Linked DNA regions of Drosophila melanogaster: region 2 is linked to region 1. The links are chromatin contacts, called in public Hi-C maps. All regions are on one chromosome and are shown on one strand. The core of a region is the stretch at or near the end of the contact, and the rest is flanking DNA. Distances in the headings are between cores, read along the strand shown.

The links. A called contact is a pair of places that touch in the nucleus more often than the background predicts.
Region 2: a contact with region 1 is called in a Hi-C map of the Kc167 cell line, with 1.9 times the contacts expected there. The contact joins the promoter of Gnf1 here to the promoter of Suv3 in region 1. A contact is called at or near these places in 2 of 107 Hi-C or Micro-C datasets (both in the Kc167 cell line).

Annotation. Positions count from the first base shown.
Region 1 is chr3R:4,310,141-4,312,840 of dm6, forward strand. It overlaps Suv3 (Suv3 helicase), which reads left to right and starts at 1,415. Exons shown (of 6, transcript NM_001316529.1): 1 at 1,415-1,834; 2 at 1,890-2,393; 3 at 2,457-2,700. The coding sequence starts at 1,525. Vps24 (Vacuolar protein sorting 24) reads right to left here and starts at 807. Exons shown (of 3, transcript NM_001316528.1): 1 at 647-807; 2 at 274-514; 3 at 1-218. The coding sequence starts at 691. It also overlaps asRNA:CR46140.
Region 2 is chr3R:4,905,314-4,908,013 of dm6, forward strand. Gnf1 (Germ line transcription factor 1) reads left to right here and starts at 1,309. Exons shown (of 4, transcript NM_079505.3): 1 at 1,309-1,409; 2 at 1,476-2,700. The coding sequence starts at 1,401.

The DNA of each region.
Region 1 (2,700 bases), core at 165-2,664:
AACCTTGTCCACCTCCTTGCTTGCCTCCTCCTCCAGCTCCTCGGACTCCTCCAGCGAGTCCATGGTCTCGTCTAGCATCTCCTCAATAATGCCGGCCTTCATCATTTCCTTTGACATGTCGCGCATGATGCCTGCAAGCTCTGGATAGCGCACCAGGCTCTGCATAGCTTGCAAGACCTCTGTAGACTTTTGCAGAGATCCAGCTACACGCAAGGTGGCTGCAAGGAGGATTCGATAATCAGGTCGTATCAAACAAGCGAAGAGTTCACTCACATAGCTGATTTTTCATCTGCATCTGAATGGAGTTGAGGTGCGCCTTCGACGTATATATGCGGTTGATGGCCTTTCGCGCATTCACAATCTCCTTGGCAAGAATGACGCAGGTGTCGCGGTCATTTTTCTGTGCTGCCTGTTTCAGCGAGCGTTTTACTTTCTCTTCCTCGCGCTGGATACTTCGGATCTGGCGATCCAGCTGGTTGCCCTCTTTCCGTATCTTATGCGTCCACTCCTGCACCTAATGGGAATTTACATTTCAAAACAATATTCATAACGCACAATGGACAGATGGGGAAAGGTCTAATAAAATCAATCCAACTGGAATGACATCATTCCCAAAAAAATCACTGCCACGCCTCTGCGTCGTTACCTGCTCTTTGGGATCTTTACTGGGAGTTCTGCCGAATAAGCCCATGGCACTAACTGTTATGATAATTGTCTGGAATTGTTATTAAAATTCTTTTTTTGTTTAAACAAACAAGTGAGTCATTTTATTTTGATTCTGACAAACAAACACAGCGTTGCCAATATATATGACTTCTTGTTAGCATAGCCAATCATCGATAGATCGATATATTTAAAGAGTTTTTATTATTAAGTTTTAAAATTGCTTATAAGGACATTAACATTTAATCTACCGATTATTAAATAAATTTTATTATTTGCGTATGCTGGCTTAGAATACGTAATTGTTTTTCATTTTATCGATTTTATGAAAATATTTTTAAAATATTCCATATATAAAGCGAGACTGTATTGCGAAAAAATGCAATGCCAAATACCGATACTACATTTTTTAACGACTATTGTGGAATCAATTTTCATTTTTTCATTTTTATTTATAAATATTTTGCGATTGCCTAGGAACAACATATTTTATTTGCTTTTTATTGTAAATGCATATATGTTCTCAAATATCCTATTTTATATCCGTCGTAATACAATTAAATGTTTTAATACTTTTTTAAAATATTTTTTTAGTATAAATTAAATTCCACAATCGTTTTTCTGATGTGTTTTCTAAAACTAATTTTTTAATAATTTTTCAAAAGAATTCCCCGCATACGTAGCATAAAAACCATCGATATGGCAATGCTATTCTGTAAGAGCATTGTCAACCCAACAACCAGATGTGCGTCAGCTGATTGTACTTCTCTGTTATATCAGAGATAGGAACGTGAGTACGGAGATTCATTTTGCGGGAATTGGTGAATAAAAACCACGCGTGTTCCACTAAAGTGGACAACCATGCAAAACTGCAGGCGCTGCATCAGCCTAACGGGCCTTTTGCGGATGACACTCTACCTGCGTCCGTCCTTTTCAATTGATTTGTCCCTGCGCCGACTGCATCGTGCGGCCTTTTTATTTTCTCGAAAAAAACCGGAGACGAACTTGTCCACGTTGTTCAAGCCAGTACAGGTGCACGCTTATGTGGATTCAGAGGACGTAGGTTCCGAGCTGTCGGGCAAACTGGAAAAGGCTGAGCTGCTGAAGATTCTTAATAAGTTCACCCAACGTCGCGAAATCAAGTCACTATGCAACGAAAACGGACTGGACGGTACGTATGCACCTGTTTCCTATGGTCCCTCGTCTTACTTTGCATCCGTTACAAGACTACCTACAGCAACAGGCCTTTGGCTCATTCCGAAGATTTTGCATCGAGGCAGAAAACCTTCCAGTAGATCTGCACATAACCTTTAGCGATATAACACAGGGAGCGGGTCATATCGATGACATCTTCCCGTACTTCCTACGACACGCAAAGACAGTATTCCCGCACCTGGACTGCATGGACGACCTGAAAAAGATTTCCGACCTGAGGCAGCCTGCCAACTGGTATAGCAACGCTCGCGCCATCACCCGAAAGATTGTTTTTCATGCCGGACCCACAAACTCCGGTAAGACTTACCATGCCATGGAGAGATACCTGAGTGCGAAGACTGGGGTCTATTGCGGGCCACTAAAGCTTCTAGCCACTGAGGTGTACAACAAGGCCAATGAACGTGGCACTCCCTGCGATCTGGTCACAGGCGAGGAGCGCAAATTCGGCATCAGCGAAAGTTTGCCAGCCAATCACGTCGCGTGCACTGTGGAAATGACCTCGGTGAATACTCCATGTAAGCAAGTCCAGTTGTTTCCCTGCTTCGCTGAGTTATAATGTGCTGATTTTTCTGTTTCAGATGAGGTGGCTGTAATCGATGAAATACAACAGATCCGCGACCCCCAGCGGGGATGGGCTTGGACGCGTGCCTTCCTTGGACTGATCGCGGATGAAGTGCATGTTTGTGGTGAGCCAGGCGCATTGGACCTCCTGCAAAAAATTTGCGAAACCACTGGCGAAACTGTTGAAGTACGGCTGTACGATCGGCTTACGGAGCTGACTGTCGAAAATACCGCTTTAGGATCATTGGACAATATAGTTCC
Region 2 (2,700 bases), core at 59-2,558, 600 kb after region 1:
TATAGTCGAGTTCCCCGACTTTCAGATACCCGTAACTCAGCTAGAGTGAATGCGGACGCGCAAATTTCATAATTGATTGAAATAATTCAAATTGGCAAGGCAAATAATAAAACGAAGAAAAATCTTAAGTTTTCAAAAGTGGGCGTGGCAGTTTTGTGCGGCTTTGGATACAAATTTAGATCGATAGAACTTTACATGACTTATGAAATTATGAAAAAATATCAAATTCTTCAAAAATTTAGTTTATAGTATATATAGTATAAATGTGGTATACCCTTTTACTCCTCGAGTAATGGGTATAAGTCAATAATGTTGAAAATACGATTATAAGAGTAGCCAGTTGAAAGGTAACTTAATTTTAGGTATATAATGGTATTCGAAGCGTGACAGAAATATGAATAATTATTTTATATCTCAACGCTTCCTTCTATTCCTGAAGTCGCCTTTATTTTCGCCACCCTATTGTGTCAGGTCTGTGTACAATTGTACATTGAACAACAAACTATTTAAAAGAGAATATATGTTGAAGCTAAATAATAAAATAAAAATAACTAAATAAAATAGTAATTAAGTATTCGGCAAAAAATTGAGCTCAGCATTTGAAAATTTTACAGCCCCTCTGATTTCTATCAAAGACAAAAACCTTATATCAGGAGGGTGCCTTCGCTAAAAACAAATATACATATATGTGAAGGATGTCTCCGCTAAAGATGTATTCGCTAAATACATCGAAAATCGCATGCGATATGATCTGTAGATCTGCACTTGAAGTAAAAAATTGGTGAAATTAACATTCATGTAAATAAAATTATAACACGGTTCACGAAATCAAAGTCATCAAAGACAAAGAAATATATAAACAATAGATTTATCAGTTTTAAGATTTGCAACGTGCAGCCCGTTGCCGTCCGAACTTTTTTGTTGGAATATCGATTACAACTGGATTAGATAACCAACTGAATGTAAAGTGGAAAATACTTTTCAATTCCTCGCTACAGTGACAGAGAATGACAAAATTGATTTATTGGTTATTTATCATATTTAATAACACAACAAGTGTTATGTTCATTTAATTTCTTTCCAGTTTTTGTGCCTCTTTCATAAAATTGACTTTTTTCTTTTCTGTACGTGCTTAAAACAATAAATTCTATTTCCTTTTCATTCGCAATTCACCGTTGCGAATTTTTTTTTGCTGCCCAGACGACTTTATACCTTTTGTATCTTGACACACATTTAGTGAGCTATCGATAACGTTCAGTGCTTTTGATTCTTTAAAATACTTATACTAGTTTTTTTCAATCGTCACCGACGCGGTTACACTGGGGATTTCGTGTCTGGTAACACTGTTCCGTATTCTGAAGCTCGCAGCATTAATTTTATAATAATTAATTCCTGCCGTAATGCAACGCGTAAGTTGTGTAGAGACAGTCAGGCACTAGGTGAAAACATCAATTTAACAAAATCATTTGTTCCAGGGCATTGACTCCTTTTTCAAACGGCTGCCGGCCAAGGCGAAAAGTGCCGAGGCCGAAAATGGAGAGACGCCGTCGAAGGCGCCAAAACGCAGGAAAGCCGTGATAATTTCCAGCGACGAGGACGAGGTGGTCAGTCCGCCGGAGACCAAGAAACGCAAGGCTTCGAAGACAGCATCCAGCGAGGATGATGTGGTGGCCGCCACACCGGAACCGATTGCGAAGAAGGCCAGGAACGGGCAGAAACCAGCGCTCTCCAAGCTTAAGCGGCACGTAGATCCTACGGAGCTTTTCGGTGGAGAAACCAAACGGGTGATTGTGCCCAAGCCGAAGACCAAAGCTGTTCTCGAGTTCGAGAACGAAGACATTGACCGGAGTTTAATGGAAGTTGATCTGGACGAGAGTATCAAAGAGGCTGCCCCCGAAAAAAAGGTTCACTCGATAACCAGGAGCTCTCCCTCGCCTAAAAGAGCAAAGAACAGCAGCCCGGAACCGCCAAAACCCAAGTCAACAAAATCCAAAGCCACCACTCCGCGTGTGAAGAAGGAGAAACCTGCGGCAGATCTAGAATCCAGTGTCCTAACAGACGAGGAACGCCACGAGCGTAAACGTGCTTCCGCCGTGCTCTACCAGAAGTACAAAAACCGCAGTTCGTGCCTGAACCCCGGCAGCAAAGAAATTCCAAAGGGATCCCCGGATTGTCTGAGTGGCTTAACCTTTGTCGTAACCGGAGTCCTCGAGTCCATGGAACGAGAGGAGGCGGAGTCCGTGATCAAGGAGTATGGCGGAAAGGTGATGACCGTGGTTGGAAAGAAACTCAAGTATCTGGTCGTAGGAGAAGAGGCTGGACCAAAGAAATTAGCTGTGGCTGAGGAACTCAATATACCCATTCTCAGCGAGGACGGGCTCTTCGATCTAATCAGGGAGAAATCAGGAATCGCTAAGCAGGTAAAGGAAGAGAAGAAAAGCCCGAAGAAGGAGCACAGCTCCGAGGAGAAAGGGAAAAAGGAAGTCAAGACTTCTAGAAGGTCCAGTGATAAAAAGGAGAAGGAAGCCACTAAACTGAAATATGGCGAGAAGCATGATATCGCCAAACATAAAGTCAAGGAAGAACACACTTCCCCGAAGGAGACGAAGGATAAGCTTAATGATGTACCAGCTGTTACCTTGAAAGTAAAAAAAGAGCCCAGCTCCCAGAAAGAACACCCTCCGTCGCCAAGAACTGCCG